Regions from separate parts of the Mus musculus genome. Here regions 1, 2 and 4 are each linked to region 3. A link is a contact called in public HiChIP or PLAC-seq and promoter capture Hi-C data. All regions are on one chromosome and are shown on one strand. Each heading gives the region's core, a stretch centred on a gene start, on an enhancer-like site or on the middle of the called end of the contact. The rest is flanking DNA. Distances are from core to core; before and after follow the strand shown. Region 1 overlaps Gabrb2 (gamma-aminobutyric acid (GABA) A receptor, subunit beta 2). Region 2 holds the start of Gabrb2 (gamma-aminobutyric acid (GABA) A receptor, subunit beta 2). Region 3 holds the start of Ccng1 (cyclin G1). Region 4 has its middle 73 kb from the start of Gabra1.

Evidence for each region. Promoter capture Hi-C pulls out the DNA fragments that hold promoters and counts their contacts. HiChIP or PLAC-seq counts read pairs in DNA pulled down with a chosen protein or histone mark.
Region 1: a contact with region 3 is called in a promoter capture Hi-C map of hippocampal neurons, with 14 times the contacts expected there. The contact joins the enhancer-like site here to the promoter of Ccng1 in region 3. A contact is called at or near these places in 4 of 39 promoter capture datasets (cranial neural crest, hippocampal neurons, liver and 1 more) and 2 of 115 datasets of contacts at active chromatin or transcription factors (astrocytes and forebrain).
Region 2: an H3K27ac HiChIP or PLAC-seq map of neural progenitor cells shows a contact between it and region 3, with 9 times the contacts expected there. The contact joins the promoter of Gabrb2 here to the promoter of Ccng1 in region 3. A contact is called at or near these places in 8 of 39 promoter capture datasets (the C10 cell line, cranial neural crest, embryonic stem cells and 5 more), 1 of 484 Hi-C or Micro-C datasets (pre-hematopoietic stem cells), 4 of 115 datasets of contacts at active chromatin or transcription factors (astrocytes, embryonic forebrain, neural progenitor cells and 1 more) and 1 of 9 other capture datasets (embryonic stem cells).
Region 4: an H3K27ac HiChIP or PLAC-seq map of embryonic stem cells shows a contact between it and region 3, with 7 times the contacts expected there. The contact joins the enhancer-like site here to the promoter of Ccng1 in region 3. A contact is called at or near these places in 4 of 39 promoter capture datasets (cranial neural crest, embryonic stem cells, frontonasal cranial neural crest and 1 more), 4 of 115 datasets of contacts at active chromatin or transcription factors (all in embryonic stem cells) and 1 of 9 other capture datasets (embryonic stem cells).

What each region holds. Positions count from the first base shown.
Region 1 is chr11:42,607,132-42,611,540 of GRCm38.p6, forward strand. The region is part of intron 8 of Gabrb2 (gamma-aminobutyric acid (GABA) A receptor, subunit beta 2); the gene reads left to right. Among named protein-coding and RNA genes, the nearest start is that of Gm34591, 190 kb to the left of the region's middle. Within about 2 kb of position 2,175, at least 17 of the 459 cell types and tissues checked have an H3K27ac peak or open chromatin away from gene starts, as enhancers often do. A contact at or near this core is called in hippocampal neurons, where this site is marked.
Region 2 is chr11:42,418,068-42,422,107 of GRCm38.p6, forward strand. It overlaps Gabrb2 (gamma-aminobutyric acid (GABA) A receptor, subunit beta 2), which reads left to right and starts at 2,707. Exons shown (of 9, transcript NM_001362647.2): 1 at 2,707-3,359; 2 at 3,485-3,576. The coding sequence starts at 3,283. It overlaps Gm34591 (a long non-coding RNA gene), which reads right to left and starts at 3,148. Exons shown (of 3, transcript XR_388590.4): 1 at 2,969-3,148.
Region 3 is chr11:40,753,807-40,758,016 of GRCm38.p6, forward strand. Ccng1 (cyclin G1) reads right to left here and starts at 1,480. Exons shown (of 6, transcript NM_009831.2): 1 at 1,195-1,480; 2 at 2-262. The coding sequence starts at 262.
Region 4 is chr11:42,107,354-42,111,711 of GRCm38.p6, forward strand. No RefSeq gene overlaps it. Among named protein-coding and RNA genes, the nearest start is that of Gabra1, 73 kb to the right of the region's middle. Within about 2 kb of position 2,983, at least 5 of the 459 cell types and tissues checked have an H3K27ac peak or open chromatin away from gene starts, as enhancers often do. A contact at or near this core is called in embryonic stem cells, where this site is marked.

The sequences.
Region 1 (4,409 bases), core at 925-3,424, 1.9 Mb after region 3:
ATGTGATGATTGTTCACTAAATATTTACCAAATGATTGCTCCTAGAGAATGGCATTCTCTATTTTGATGGCTTAAAGGCACAGAGAGTTCTAGATTGATGAATATAGCTTCATCTTGGATTGGAGACAGCCCATAAGCTCAAGCCCCAAGACTTGAATTTTGCAGTGTGTGCATGGAGTGGAAGCTGGGAGTGCTTCAAAACCCCACTGGCACTGAAAGCCTTATAGCTCTACTGTGAGACTGTGATCTTGAGAATTATACTGGGTAGAAAGTTCTTGGAAGAGCAGTTGGTGTTTGCAAGTGGTCACTGTGACTTTGTGGAAGAACAGGAGAACAAAGTTGAGAATGTTTTATGGTGTTAAAGATTTGCTTTTGAACTCAGTGCTCTCATTGGGTCTACTGAGCTTTCCCGATGGCTCCTGTAAGATGATTCTAATAGCACTGGAACTCAGAATGTACTCTACATGAGTTCATTGAGTACACAGATAATGTGTGCCATTCAATTTCACAGGAAGGAGATGCAGCATTCAGATATATGCTCATGAAAAATATTACAGAGCAAAATGTAAATTTTAATTCTAAAAAGAAAATGAAAAATTAAGTTGCTCCTTTGTCCAACTTGGCTGAATGTACCAAGCATGTAAGAACAGCATTTCACTCTAGGGAGACAGCTGAAGGATCTTGTCATTATTAGCATAAAGACTAATCCATAAACAGAAGTGACCAGCCCAAGGTCACACAACAATTAGATTACCCCCTTCATAGCACTGTCTTCTAGTCTATGAGTTAAAAGTGCATAATAATTTTATCTGCATGGCATCTTAAACTCTTTATCAAAGTAAAAAAAAAATGCCTCTGACAGAAGTGACTACACAGGACAGCATTCTGACTGAATAGAAACCATTCTACCCTCAGCTTGGACCACTCTGTAGAAATGCTCAAATTATCAGAGTCTCAAATATTGATATCTCTTAAAAGCTAATACTCACCAAGAGTGTGCAAACTCAGAAGTCAGTCAAACTGACTTCTACTTGAATCATTTTCTGTTATCCAGTGCCCCAAAACACAACTACATAGAGGGTCATCTTTAGGAAACAACATTTTAATCACCAGTATGCTAATAAGTAACTCTTAGCTCTACTTCTAGCTTATTAGGTCAGAATTTCTGATTGCCTGACAAGGTAAATTTTAGCAAACTCCCCCCAAAATTCACATGACCACAAAAACATAAGCTTGTACACTTGCTCTACAAACCCTTTAGTCCCAGAAAATACAGTTTTGATCCAAGAAACTCATTTGATAATTCATAACATAAGAGACTAACATGTCATTTGAACCTGGGTTCTTTTGATTTGAAAGATTTCAAAATTTGACCAAGAATACAGACAGGAATTTCTCCTTTGGGGAAATATCAGGACATCACTTGAGCACAGTGTTCTGCCATATATTCTAAATTTATATTTTTTTCGTTCATTTCTTTGCTCTGTGTTTTAAAGTTTAGCAACATGCACTGTCTGCCATCATCTTCAAACGCCCAAGCTAGGGGAAATTGGGTGTTAGAACTAGCACAGGGATATTTGACAAGGTTGTGTCAGATTAACATTAGTTCTAAGGAGAGAGACCTTAGGAGGCAGAGTAGAGGGTGCATTTGACAAGTGTTCACTAGGGTAATTCACCATGTAATTGGCCAAATGCTCAAAAGTCATTAGACCACAGCTGAGTAAGAAATTCGTGGCTGCTGTAGAGTTTATAGCTCCCTCTGCAGCTCCCTTTTTCCTGGAGGCTCTATTCAGAACCTCGCTTATGAGGAACCCACATGCTTGAGTCAGGAATAGCATATGTATGCATGCATAATTCCAAAGTTGACTTTTTAAAACAACAACCAGATATCAGCGACTTTTAGAAGGTCAAGTAGCATGGTTAGGGCTAGATGATTTATCCCATTTTATCTCAATGTCTAATATGCATTCATGTAGCCTAAGGACACTGCTAGAGTACAAACTCTTAGTCTGTTGTGTCTTAAGATTTGAGATTCTGTAATCTCCACACACACTTTCCAGCAATGCCAAAGCAACTGATCTATGGTTCATAGGAAAAAGCAAGGATCTAGCTGAGGGAATGCAAGTGAGCCCTCTGGATATCAACTCTGCATGACTCATGGCTGTTGCCTTGAGAGCTACATTGAGGATGCTGCAATTGAGTCCAGGACCAGCTGGTCTATTACCAGTGCCTAGCATAAACTTAAGAATAGGCGACATCACCTCTAATAATTCTCTCATGTAATGTACAGAAGCTAAAGCCCAGAGATTCCAGGGATTTATTCAGGATCCCACAGAAGCTAGTAAGTTATTGAGCTAGGGCTATATAAAGTAGAATGCATGCTTAGATTATCTTTTTTCTATCTCGCTCTGAGTTGCACATTTTAATCACAGATTGCATGTGAAGCTGTTTTAAAATAACTTTCCTCTCACTTCTATAACTGTCGGAACCAGTCACAGAATCTAATTTGGATTCATAAAGCCAGAGGACTTTGTGTAGCTAAGTCTCTGAAACAACTCTGAGACTTTCACTAAAGAGCCTCACTTGTCTTTAGTTGTCTTGTTTGTGAAAATAACAGACATGGCACACCTAACCTTTCAAGTTCACTTTGATGTTGTAGAAAGTAGCAAGCTAAAAGATCTGAATATACACTGAATTTGTTTAAGTGACTTAAATATATTCAGGAAAATTTTATTTAAAATGTGAGGCATCATTGAATTTTCCTGAAAAGATTACTACTTTTAGCCTTGTACGATGTAATCCCAGCACTCAGGAAACTGAGTCAGAAGGATATCGGGAAGTTGATAGCAGGAACCTTACATAGTGAATCCTAGGCCAGCCTGGGCTACAGAGTAATGACTTGTCTCAAATAAACAACCACAAACACACACACACACACACACAGAGAGAGAGAGATAGAGAGAGAGAGAGAGAGAGAGAGAGAGAGAGAGAGAGAGAGAGAGAGAGAGAGAGAGAAAGGTGAACACACATGCACATATACACTCTTACCAAATTATGGGTCAAATTTTATCTGAAGAGGCTGTTAATTATTATAATGAAATTCTTCTGGTTTTCTATCACTGCTTAATGGGAATAAAACAAGAGAAAGGAAGATATCAGGACAGACAATACCAAATCTTACTTAGAAATGATACTTTGTTCTGACGTTAACTTCCAGGTTAGCAAAAAGATTACCTATTTCCTCTTTCTTGCCCAGAAAGAGAAAGGGGCATTTCCTTTGTATGCAGGAGCCTACTAGGAAGGAATCTTCCTTTCTATAGACCACTCTGTCTTTTCAATTGCAGCACCAATCACTGCCAAGGGGAAGGGGAGGAGTAACAAGTTTGGTTTAAAGCCATCAGCTTCACCATGGGGACAGGAAGTCACTGCTACTCTGTTGGAGAGGAAGTATAGATCTGAGATCTCTACTAAACACTACCGAGAAAACATTTTAAGAGCAGAGCAGTGTCTGACTAAGCGAATCTGTAACTCTGAACCTTTTCTGTGGGTTGTAGATACTGCAAGTTATTAGTGCCTTAGAAATGATGACCGTTTGTTATTGCCTAATCACATGCCAGACAGGCTGGTGGATCTCCTGTGTTAGTGAGCTTTCCACTGCTGTAAAGTCTAATCGCAAACAAATCAATGTAAAAGGACCAAAAGGTTTATTTGCTTTCCAGTTTTAATCCACACATCCTTGCTCCCATTGCCAGGAGGAACACATCTGCATCATGCTCAGGGCAACTTGGCATTGTCTGAATGTTTTAAAAGCTATAAATAGACAGGGGCACTAAGGCAGTGGTTTTCAACCTTCCTAATGCCTTGACCCTTCAATACAATTCCTCATGCTGTGGTGACCCCCAACCATAAAATTACCTTCTTTGCTATGTCATAACTGTAATTATATGCATTACGTGTCACTATGAATAATAATGCAAATATCTGTTTTTAGATGGTCTTAAGGGCACCCCTGTGAAAAGGTTGTCCTACCTCCAGAGGAGTTGTGAGTCACTAGTTGAGAAACACTTCACCAAGGCATCAACATTCCCTTCATGAACACACCCACAATCCCCTAGAACCTCCTAGAGTGCCATACCTCCTAACCATTCCATTCTTTCACAATAGCATCACAGGCTTCATTCTAAGCCTTTAATATGTGGGCCTTTGAAGGATAGTAATGATCCAAAGTATAATATTTCTTAAATTCTCTAAATCAGTTCTAAAATAGCCTCAAAATACAACTCACTCATTTTATATTGTATTAGTTCTTCTGAAATTCATGCCCAAAGCAGTGGGTTTCATGATGTTGTTTCATAGATGCTTTGGATCCTGTTGGTACTCCTTCCCAACTTCCTTTTCCATCCTTTACA
Region 2 (4,040 bases), core at 1,457-3,956, 1.7 Mb after region 3:
ATCACATGACAAATGCTACTCAAGTGATTACATCATTCAGCATTAACCCAATGGAGAAAACGGTATTAACATTTATCTAGACTTAGATAAATAAAGGAGACCACAGTTTAGAAGCATCAGTGTCTTGCAGCTATTTCTAGGTGTCTGAGAAGACCCATTCTTAATAGATTTTCAATATGCACTTATTTAATCATTTAATGCATTACTATTATTATTTTGGATGGATGTGAGAGAATTTTGTGATTTATTTTGTTTCCTGAATTTCATACTTTCAGCCCAAACTAGAAAACCTTCCTGAACGTGATGGATGGATAAGAGGATTAATTAATAGAAAGAAGTCTGTATTTGGAGATGTTTTTTTGGAGATAAAGGAATTTTCTAAGACTTGATCAAATTATTGGCTAACTACTTTGGGAATCTTTTGGTTATTGAAACATATTTTTCTCTTTTCATTACATTGGTCTTGAATGTTACTATTACTGTAAGAGCAAAGAAAAGGAAGTCAGCAAAAGGTGCCTCTGCCCCACACCAGTGTGTGCGTGTGTGTGCGTGTGTGCGCGTGTGCGTGCGTGCGCGTGCGTGAGTGTGTGTGTGTGTGTGTGTGTGTGTGTGTGTGTGTGTGTGTGCGCGTGTGCGTGTGTGTGTGTGTGCGTGTGCGTGTGTGTGTGTGTTTGTGTGCGTGTGTGTGCGCGCGCATTCTCATGTAAGCCTCCAGCCTTGCAGATAGTCCTGCAGTGATGCATCTGCTCTGTGTTTATGGTGCTATGTTTTACCTGTCTTTAACCTAGAAACTTCCCCAGATTATTTCCCTTTGGTTTGTCTTCTGCCCTAGGGAAACTATCAGATTCCTGCTGGCAACCATCCCTTCTCCACAGTTCCCTTGGAGTCACCTCTCTAAACTGCCCCAGAATAATAACTCTTAATTTCCTGAGATGCGCGCAAGGGGATGGAAGTGGGGGTAGGGGTGTCTTGTACTATGTGGGTCAAAAGGGGAAGCTGAACGTGGTCACAGTGGAGACTAAAAAGCCTTCAGTTGGAATCTTGTAGCACCAAGCTAGCTGCGATCCCTGGGGATCTGGTCTCTGCTCTCACCAGAGAGACCTGCTGGACCACCAGTCTGTTGTAATCTGTGAGCTTTCCCATCCCACAGGCGCAGTGGGCGCTTGGAGGTCCCCCGCGTGGCAGCAGAGAGCTAGCAGAGTGTGAGGTTCTGAACTTTAAGAGTTGAGGTAGTCTAGTCTAAGGGTTAGAAACACTGCTTTATAAGCACAACTCACTTTCCACCCTTCTCCACAGAAATGACCTTGGACATGTTCCTCCGATCGATGTGCTAGTTTCTAAACCCGTAAAATGGGGTCACTAAGGAGTCAACTTTGAGCTAATATTGCTTTAAGCGCGGCTTTCTGCACATGGTAGGGACTCTCGGTAAATGACAAGGCTCAGTAGTAGATTTAGGTTGGATACTGGGGTCCAGGACCCAGTGTTGAGTTCTGCCTTTCTACCTCTTCATCAAAGAGTGCCAGGGTAGTTGATGCACCTGCTGTACTCCCTCCCTGTCTTCAGGATAAAACGAGGAACACGACTCTAGGGCATCCCAGTCCCGGTGCTCTCGGCATCCTCTTCCCCCCCCCCCCCCCGCAACTCCTCCCCTCCTCCAGCGAGCCCCAAGCAGAGGAAATGATTTTTCCTATGAAATGAGTCTGGATCTGGTGTCCGTGTTGAGCCTGGAGCTGGAGGGAAGGGGGCAGCCTTGGGTCCCCTTGGGCTAGGAAAGGGATGAGGGAAAATTGTGGTGTGTAGATAGGTGATTTGGTGGCTCAAACGGTCTCGGGGTTCCTTCATTGTGCCTGTCTTCTGTGAACCACTGGGTTTGGACGCAGAGGTGCAGCTTCAACTGTCCAGAGCAGAGCGGCAGTGGTGCAGCTCCGTTGGGCCACAGTAGTGGGCGGCGAGCTCCTGCTGGTGAGGTAAGGAGTGGTGGGTGGCAAGGACTGTGAATGCACGTGTCTCGTGTGTGTCTGTGTGTGTGTGTGTGTGTGTGTGTGTGTGTGTGTGTGTGTGTGTGCGCGCGCGCGCGCGCGCGGTGCGCGTGCGTCCGCGAGGCGTGGGGGGCCAGAGGAGCGCATCCCACCCCGCAACCCGCCCTCGCACTGGATGCCTTTTGGCCCCGCACCTGTGCTGGAACGCCTGTCACCCTCTGTCCCTCACGCCCCCACTTCTTTTGTTCTTCAGTCACACACACACACCTCATCCTGACCACTTATAATTTCCTAGTGCAGAGTCAGACCCAAACCCAGAGAAGCCTTTGCCTGACTGCTCCCCTCGCCCCCTCCCCCTCCTGCTATAAATAGCTGGACTAGCGGGTCAGGAGCGTCACAGCGCCAGAAACCAGGACCCCGAGGTTTTCTTCCCAGGGAACAGGGGGCAAAGGGGGAGCAGGAGGAAGAGAAAGAAATCACTCGTGAGTAGTGAAGAAAAAGCTCGCCCCTTGACTCCCAGGAAAAACGAGCATCTTTGGATTCCTGTATCCTTCCCCTTTCTTCTCAAAGCCATTCCGATTCTTTCATATTCACAGTCCACTCCCCACCCCCACCCCCCCTCGCTCAAAATCCAACGTTTGCTCAGCACTCCTCCCATTGGTTTTTTTTCTCCTCCTCGGACTCTGGTTCCCACTGCTCCCCTCCCCACCCCTAGCGCTCCCACCCCACCCCCACCTCCTCCGCTTGTCCCAGGCAGGGGATTGCTATTCTTAAGGAAATAAAGTTCAACTCCTTGCCCCTTTCAACTGGCTTAGACCGGGAGGAGAAGGGTTTCAGGAACCAATCTTCCTCCCTACACCCTACTCCTATTTTTCTTTTTAATATTTAAGGGGACACACACACACACTCTCTCTCTCTCTCTCTCTCTCCCTCTCTCTAAAATCCCACCACGTCGTGAGGTGCAACTACCTCCTAGAACAGAAACTTACCAGACGCTCTGGTTGCTTTTGTCTTAAAGAAAGAAAGAAAAAAAACCAACGAAGATTTTACTCTGGATGCATTTCTGGGGTAGTAGTTTAATATTATTCAAACATGTACATATTACACATATATATGCTTCTTTTCCTTTTTCCCCTTTAATTTTTTTAAACAAGGAAATCTCGGTCCCCGGCAGCCGCCGCTGCCCCTTTGATGTTTTGGTACGCCGTGCGCATGCGCTCCACATTAGAATTACTGCACTGGGCAGACTAAGTTGGATCTCCTCTCTTCAGTGAATCCCTCAATCCCACCAGAACCTAAAGGGATGTGGAGAGTCCGGAAAAGGGGCTACTTTGGGATTTGGTCATTTCCCTTAATAATCGCCGCTGTCTGTGCTCAGAGGTAAGTGTCCCTTTCCTTTCTCACTTGTCAGGGCTCTGTCTGCATACCTCTCTGTGAGCAGGGCTGTTGAAGATGCCGTGCTGTCTTCTTTATTCATTCCTGGTTATTGTCATTTTTTTCTTTAGTGTCAATGACCCTAGTAATATGTCGCTGGTTAAAGAGACGGTGGACAGACTGTTGAAAGGCTATGACATTCGTCTGAGACCAGATTTTGGAGGTAATGGGATTGCCTTGCAAATAAGAAACAGCCCAGCTCCAGCCCAAGCTGTCTTTTGGGCTTTGTGTGCACTCTCTTTCCTCTCCTTAGTTGTGGGCGCATGTGATGTATAGAATGTTTTCCTATTTTACCTTGCTGAGAAACAGATCCAAACTTAAGCCAGTTTCTGTCCAGCACTTGAGAGGTCTTTCAAGAAGACCCCCTTAGAGTGTGACCAGACTTTGTAACCGCTCTCGTTCTCCTTCACCGTGATACATCTTTGTTCCCAGTCTGAGGTTTCTTGAGATACAAACCTCTTAAGTTTAGTTAACAGTGTGCCCAGCCGGGGATGTCTTATAATGTGAGTATTTTTGAGGACACAGTGTGCAGGCGGTTGGCTGAGAGGTGGCTTCAACTCTCTGTGCCCATCTACTTTAGAAGAGTTCTGGCCATGGTTTAAAGTGGCTCATGTCGGGATTCCACCC
Region 3 (4,210 bases), core at 230-2,729:
CCTTCATTTTAGACAAGAATCTGTCCAGTAAATTCACAGCTAGGGAAAATGTCTCCGTGTCAAAGCCAAAGAACTGAGTTAGACTAAGTAGATCTTTTACTTCAAAGTCCCGTAATCTTGCAGTCATTCTGAGGCCATTATCATGGGCCGACTCAATTAGTTTCAAGCCGCAGACCTTTGGCTGACATCTAGACTCCTGTTCCAACAGGGTGTTCAGCTGGTGTAGCAGTTTCTGAGAGTCAGTTGTCAGTACTTCTATCATCTATAAATAGAACAAACCCAGAAAAGAGCATAAGAACCCTGCCTGGCTATCTCTGCATTGTGGCAAAAAGTGCTTTATAGTGCATGCCCCCTCCACCCCCCACCCCATTTCCATTACGTCTAAGACGAAGACACTGCAAAGCCAAGGTCTGTAAGTATTTTTACCTTCTCCCAGTAGGTCACATTCCTAAATTGTGAGTTTGTATAGGACATAAACTATGGCTTAAAAATTTTTTTTCTCTACTTAAGCAAAGACTTCTTCATTGTCAGTACATGCCACAAATAGATACTGCCCCACATGATACACCCAAACTAAAAGTCAAATGATAGTACATACTCTGCCATATATGTTAACAACGTGAACCTTAGTTCCTTACCTATGAAGTAGAAATACGATTATTACCTACAATCTCATAGCTCATAGATTGGGTAGCTTAAAAGGAGTCACACAAACCGCTTAGCACACAGGTGCCCATTTATTTCCAGGTAATGAGCTTATTTTTACACCTGTGAAATGAGGGTGACAACATCTGTTTCTTGGAGTGGCTGTGAATAACACACGATATGACTCAGTGTGGCACGGTGCTTAGCACTCAGTGCTCCGAATAGTCTAACGCCATTTAAAAACCAAAAGAAAAAGTTAGGTGAAGCTGGGGAGTTGCATTGGTGGAAGTATGCATTACACTTCCTCTGAGTCCTGGGCACAACCTAAGCCCTGGATACAGAGGACGATTCTTCCCTGGGCAGTTTAAAGATGTGACAGGAAGGTCGTCTTGGTGAGGAACCACTAACTCAGTTCAGGGGTGCAGGTTGGGACTGGGAGGCATGACATAGGAATACCGCTCCCGCTGCGCCTCTCTCTAGGCGCAGACTAGCCCGGGCTTGCGTTCCGGAGTGCAGGGTTCTGAGATCCACCCCATAGTCCCCTCTCACCTTGACAGCCACGTCTTCACCACGGTGACCACCCACCCCGGGCCTGCTCTCAGCTCGCCCCACGTCCCCGATCCGACAGGCCTACTAAGGGGACGGACTAGGGAGTGGGGGTCAAGTGAGCAGAGGCCCGGGGAGGGGCCGGCGTCCCGGTGGAGGGTCCCTCAGCGCCCTGACCAAGTACTGCCTTCCTCGGGGTCAGCGCGCAGCGAAGGACTGCGCCGGGCAGTGGGGGAACAAGCTGGAGACCTGGCTCTCTAGCTGGGACGCATCTACGTCGCTGATTGGTGTGGTTCTTTTGATGGATGGTCTCTGAGGAAGCTCGGCCAATCAGCGCACACTTCCCGTTGTCCAGACTTCAATTCTCCTCCCCTTTCGAGCCACGCCCGACTCTCGCAGCCTCTCTCATTGGAGCATTTCCGAACTGTCCTTCCTTAAGCTGCGGAACTGAGTGTTCAGTGCCAAGGCTTGCCCGGGCAGGTCTGGCCTCTATTAGCCAGATTGGTCTGGGTAGCGGACCAGAATGTACTGTGAGGGTTTTTGTTTTGCATTGTTTTGGTTTTTGCTTTTTTCCTTTTGTTGTTGTTCACTGCAGCTCAGTCCCCTCTTTCTAAAAACACAATGGCAAGTTAAAAAAAAAAAATGCTTTCGTTCTCTTTACAGATAATGAGATGGTAGGCTTCTCTATAGTGTTCTCTATAGGCTTCTCTAGAGTGTTCTCTCTGAGTTTTAGGAATCAGTTCATCGTTATCTTATTTTGTTTCTTGCAAAACTTCTCAGATGTTACAATGATGTCAGAGTATGTAGTTTCTTGGTCCTCTGCTAATTTTCTGAATTTGTTCTTGTAGCACCCTCATACTATCATCAGTGACTTAAAATGCCATATGTCTGGCAGAAAACAGCAAAGAACAGTGCCTGGAAAACCCCATCTGCAGTGAGCCGAATCTCAGGCTTCAGAATAGGGTGTGAAGGAACATTATTCTTACAAAATTAATCTCTATAAGCCTCTTCTCTACCAGGTTAACGGAAAAATAATTATCCTGAACTCTTGCTGGACTCCTTTCGGGGGTAGCGGGGAAGGGCATGTCCTCAGGAGCAATGCACAGAGAGTAGGTTCTCAGCTCGCATGGCTGCAGTGGGGGTGAGGGTGAGGAGTTGGGGTGGTGACGGTGGTGTTCAGGATTTTGTCCATTCCAGTACATCTCATGAAAATAAGAAAGAGCCAAGCCGGCTGGCCGTCCATAACGGTCATTAACTAGATACAAGTGATGTTTTATTTGAGACAGGGTCTTTATGTAGTCCAAGCTGTCCTGGAACTCCTTAGCTATGTAAACTAGGCTGGTCTTGAACTTAGAGATCCACCTGCCTCTGACTCTCCTAGTGCTGGGATTAAAAACATGCACCATCATGCCTGGCCTTTTCTCTTTAATTAAAAAAAAAGTTTTAGATTTTAAAATTATATCTGGGGGTGTTGGTGAAGTGGGGAATGTATGGCACAGGAATGTGGCTACCCTCAGAGACCAGAGATGTTGGATCTGGCATTTCAGGCAGTTAGCTGTGAGTTGACCAAGGAACAGTATTCATTTGGATCCCTGGTTCTGTAAATCTACAAAACCAGTAATTTATAAGTGCTCTGTGGTGGTGTGAATAAAAATAGCCCCCATAAGTTCATAGAGAGTGGCACTATTAGAAGGTGTGGCTTTGTCGGAGAAAGTGCTTCAGTAGCAATTGGCTTTGAGATCTCTGAAGCTCAAAATCAGACCTACTGGCTCATTTGCTCTTCCTGCTGCCTGTGAATCCAGAGGCAGAGCTCTCAGCTCCTTCTCCAGAACCATGTCTGCCTGCCACGCTTCCTGCCATGACAATAATGGACTAAACCTCTGAAACTGTAAGCCAGCCCCAGTGAAATGTTTTCCTTTATAACAGCTGCTGTGATGATTGTGTCTGTTCACAGCAATAAAATCCCAACTTAAGACATGCTCTAGTGAGCCATCTCTCTCCTCCCATTTTTTTTTTTTTTTCAATTTGGGTTTCTATCTTGGCTGCTCAAAAATAGGCAGGAGAAATGTCTTAATCCTATATAAGTGGGAAGATTAAGTGCTGGGAAGCATGTGGTAAATGGTAGCCTTTTATGATTAACTGTGTTCTTAAGTGCTTTATGTAAATAGTTGGTTCTGTTTATTCTTTTATCGGTTTTCTTAACTTTGAAGGAAGCTTAAAGAGTGTTAATGCTAATAAGAATTTTCAAATGACTTTTGTTACCTTCTACGTCTTATGTTTAAAATTCCTGTTGAGAATTTGTTGGCAGTACATTATGTGTTAAAAAATATTTTCTCTTAGGATCCTGTGTTTTCTTTTTTAATTCTCAATTCTTTATATGAAAATTATTTTACTGACACGTTTAAGAAACAAATATAATAGGCAGTCTTTGCTTATTTCTCCTTTTCTATTTCAATTAAAATACACTTTACTTTCATTTTTAATTATTTATATATTTGTGTGTATGTATGGGTGTTTGTGCAATGCCCTAGGAAATGGGGAGGAGAATGTTAGAGCTCTGCAGTTGCAACCCGGGTGCTCTAAACTTTGGAGCTGTCTTTCTGGCCTCTGCTGTCGCGTGTGTGTGTGTGTGTGTGTGTGTGTTCTGGTCTTATGAACACAGTCACAAATACTGTAACTTTCTGACTGCAATGGACATGTCATGTCCAGAAGATAGCGTTTGATGGCACCATGCCCCTTCAGCTCTGAAAGCCTTTCCATCCTCTCCTAGTATTCCTAGGCCTTGGAGGGGTTGTTACAGAAGTCCTGCTCAGAGCTGAGCACTCTATACTTGCTTACTCTCAATACCTTGATCAGTTATAAATTTCTGCTTTAAATAGCGACTATCCTGGTAAGAGACTTTTCTGACCAAGGCTGAGAGAAGTTCTAGTCTATGACACAGTACTGTAACTTTGATTCTATAATATTGGAATAGAGAGCATCTTTTGAGTAATTTAAAAGAGGTGCAGAATTTAAAACA
Region 4 (4,358 bases), core at 1,733-4,232, 1.4 Mb after region 3:
AGTATTGGATTGGGTACTTCAGACAACTACAAAATTAATAGACAGCTATGTGATTAATAGGGAGATAATGAGCTACAAACAAATAAAAAATCTAGAGGACATTTTGGCTCCGGCATTGTAAACTTTGCAATTCAAATCGATGATTGTGAATTTGGGCTTTATTCTGAAGTAGCATTTCATCTCTATGTAGATAGGGTGATGAGCTTCATCTCATTTGTCATTTCTGAGCTTGAGTGGGATAATGGGGCCTTCTAGCCTTGACATGAATGAGTGTGGTGATTGATTGGTGATGCCTGCCTGAGAAGAGAAATTGCCTATCAAAAGAATGATAGCTGTTTTCCCCTTTTATGCTCATGTGTTTCTTGTGATAAATTATCTTCTGGTTGCTTTTTTATTCAATTTCTCTAGAAAATTACTAGGAGGCTATAGAAAACACTAGTGTAACTGAGGAACCTATAGAAAACTGATACAAGAATATAGAATATAAAATTGTAAAATGCCTGTAACCTAGTTGCTAACTCTACAGATAAAGTCATGGTCTGCAAAGGCTTGTCTAATAATGCTTATGAGTTGATCAACCCTAAAATGTACACATTTCTTTTTTTTTCGGTCTAGCATTTTCAACACGATTTTTTAAACCAAGGAGTGACTTTAAAACAATAAAACAACTTATGGTTGTGACAACATACTCAACTTTTTTAGCCCCTCTGATTTAAAATTCATGTAATATGGTTCGTGGATCATATAAAAACAGGCAGCTAGAAAAATATTACCTAATATTTTATGACATTTATGTGTTTATATCTTAAATTGAAAATAGATTCATCCCTTATGTAATTTACCCAAAACATAGTTTTTCCTTTCTCCTCTCCATTCCACTTAAATCTGTCCCTCCAAACCTCTTTCATTCAGATCCACTTCTCCTCTGTTTTCCTTCAGAAAAGAACAGGCCTCCAAGAGTCAACATTTAAACACACACACACACACACACACACACACACACACACACACGCCCACATGCACACAAGATACAGTAAGAATACACAAAAGTCTTCAATTGATATCAAGGCTGCAAAAGGCAACCTGAGAGGAGTTGTTCTTGGAAAAGAGTCCCAAGAACAGGCAAAAGAATCAGAGCTACACTTACTCCCACTTTTAGGAGTCTTACAAAACACCAAGCTAACTGTCATAATTTATACACAGATGACCTGATGCAGACAATTGCAGGCCTTGTCAGTCTTGTCATTTCAGTCTCTGAGAGTTCCTATGAATCCTGGTTAGCTCATTCAGTGGGCCATATTCTCTTGGTGTCCTCCATTCCCTCTGACTCCATCTTCCTCCCATTCCCCCTTCTTCCTAAGGTACATGGAACTCCTCTAAGAGAAGAACCACTCGATGGATACCTCCAACTTAGACTTTCCCTCCACATAATGTGTGACTGAGGGACTCTGCAATGGCTCCCATCTACTGCTGAAGGAAGCCTCTATGATGACAAGTTGATAAGGCACCTATCTATGAGTATAGCAAAACATCATTAGAAATCATTTCATTGCTTTTTTGTCTTTTTTTCCCCAGAAGTATTTTGTTAGACCCTAGTCTCTAGACTATTGAGTCTCCAGATCCTGGCCATCAACGCAGTGTTATGAGGCATGGGCTTCTTCTCATGGTTTGGGCTTTATGATGAACTGGACATTGGTTGGCCATTTCCACAAGTTCTGTGCCACCCTTGCTCCAGCATACCTTATAGGCAAGTCCTTCTAGGGTGAGAGTTTTGAGGCTGTGTTGCTGTTTAAGTTTTGTCTTTCTGTAACCTACAAGTACTTTTCTGAGGCAAAGAAACTAGAATGTGGGGATGAAAGCTACTCACAGGCACCAGCTCAACCTCTCTGCTTTCAGTGAACTGTGTGGATGCTGTCCTCGAAATTGAGCCCCACTTTCAGTTTTCCCAAAGCTATTCTCTATGCTAACATTGGGCTAAATTGTTTGGTGATCTCCACAGAACACTCTTAGCCAACAACTCAAGCGAAACCAACCCAGTCGTACCACTCAAAGCCTTACCTGTAACCTTCATTACTAGACCTCATTAGGGTCATCCTCACAGATTCCAGAAATTGTCCACTGCATTTGTGCTTAGGAACACCCTCAGCATGGAGAGGGGTTCTGAGAGAAGGGGTGTCTGAGAGCCACGAAAGCATGAATGAAAGTCAACTTGTAAATCCAAGTGTGTGTGTGTGTGTGTGTGTGTGTGTGTGTGTGTGAGTTCTCCAAGCAGTTCTTTCATTTTATCTCTCTAAAATATTCTCTCAATAGTTCATCTCCTGCAGAACACAGTTCTAAGCTTTTATTTCACATATCAATTTACTCCTAATTTCCTTCTGATTGTATTCCAAATCAGCATCCTGTGAACACAGCCCTTTGATTCTTAAAAGACAACAAATGCAAAAGAATTCAGAGACCTGTTAGCCTTTGTTAAACACAGACTGTAAATTAGTTGGGTGGAACCCTGTCCTGAAATTAGCATTTCTACCACACCTGGACCTAATTTAGCTCTGTCCTGCACTGACCTTGTATTCAGGAATCTGCCTGCCTTTGTATCTTTCTAACAAGCTGGCTCATGGAACAACTGCCTTTGTTTCTTTAGATTCATGAATCCCCTCATAATTCATATTGCATCCTTATATTTTGCATGATTGAAAATTTATTTATATGTATTTACATATATTGAACTCATATATTTAGAGCTCTTTTCCATAGCCTTAAGGGCTGTTCTGAAGGTCTCAGCTTTTACACTTTTGAGAAGACAAAGCCCTCACCTTGAATCCTGGACTCACACTGTTTGTAATTCCCATAGAATCATTAACATTAGTTCCTCTAAGAAATCTGAAAGGTTTATATTATTATACAAACAAGCCTTATGCCCACAACAGCCACCCAAACTCATGGATTCTCACACCTGGACCCTGTCCCAGCACTATGTCACTCTGTTCCCACCAGGGTATGCCTAGGGGTTGGGGAGTGGGGTCCCTGCATACTCGGTTTCTACACTGTCTTCCTGCTTCCCTATTCCAGCTATCTCTCCCTACCACTGCTCCATATCTTCATTCTCTATTCTCACCCAATCCCCCTTGCTCCCATCTTTACCAGCTTCCAGTCCACATGTAAATTTTACTCTATTTTGTCTTCCCTGAGAGATACATCATTTTTCTCCTACAGCACCCCTTTTACCTAACTTCTCTGGATCTATGAATTGTAGCTTGTTTAAATCATTTATTTAGCAGTTATTATCCACTTACAAATAAATATATATTACATTTGTCTTTCTGTGTCTAAGTTACCTCAGAGTGGTTTTTTTTTTTTTTTCTAGTTGCATCTATTTACCTGCAAATTTCATGATGGCTTGTTTTTAAACACTTGAGTAATACTTTATCATGTAAATGTCACATTTTCTTTTCTATTCTTCAGTTGAGGGACATCTAAGTTGTTAAAGTTTCTAGCTATTCTGAATAAAGCCTCACTGAACATAGCTAAACACATGTCTTTGTAGTAAGATACATCCTTTGGGTATACGACCCAAGATTAGTTTAACTTGATCTTGAGGTAAATTGATTTCTGGTTTTCTGAGAAACAGTCATATTGGTTTCCATAGTGGTTGTACAAGTTTTCACTCCCACCAGCAATGGAGGAGTGTTCCCCTTGCTCTACATCCTCACCAGCAGAAGATGTCACTTATATCATAGATATTAGCCATCCTGGAAGGTATAAGATGAAATCTCAAGGTAATTTGGATTTATATTTCCCTGATGGCAAAGGATGTTTGTTGTACATTGCTTTAAAGTGTTTTTCAGATATTTGAGATTTCTTTATTGAGAATTCTCTGTTTAGACCTGTACTCATTTTTTGGATTAGATTATTATTTTTTTAAATTTTCATTTCTTGAGTTCTTTATATATTTTGGATATTAGACCTCTATCAGATGTAAAGTTAGTAAAATCTTGTTCCATTTTATAGCTGTCATTTTGTCGAATTGACAGAAGCCTTTCATTTTCATGAGGTCTCATTTATTAATAATTGGTCTTAGTGCCTGTGCTATTGGTATTCTGTTCAGAATGGTGGCTCTGGTGAAAAGTGTTCAAGATTATTCCCCAATTTCTCTTTTACCAGGTTCATTGTGCCTGGTTTTATGTTGAACTGTTTTATCTACTTGGACTTGACTTTTATGCAAGATGATAGATATGCCTCTATTTGCATTCTTCTACATGCAGATATCCAGTAAAACCAGCACTGTTTGTTGAAGATGCTTTCTTTTCTCCACTGGGTATTTCTGGCTTCTTTAGCAAAACTCAGGTCTCCATAGTAAT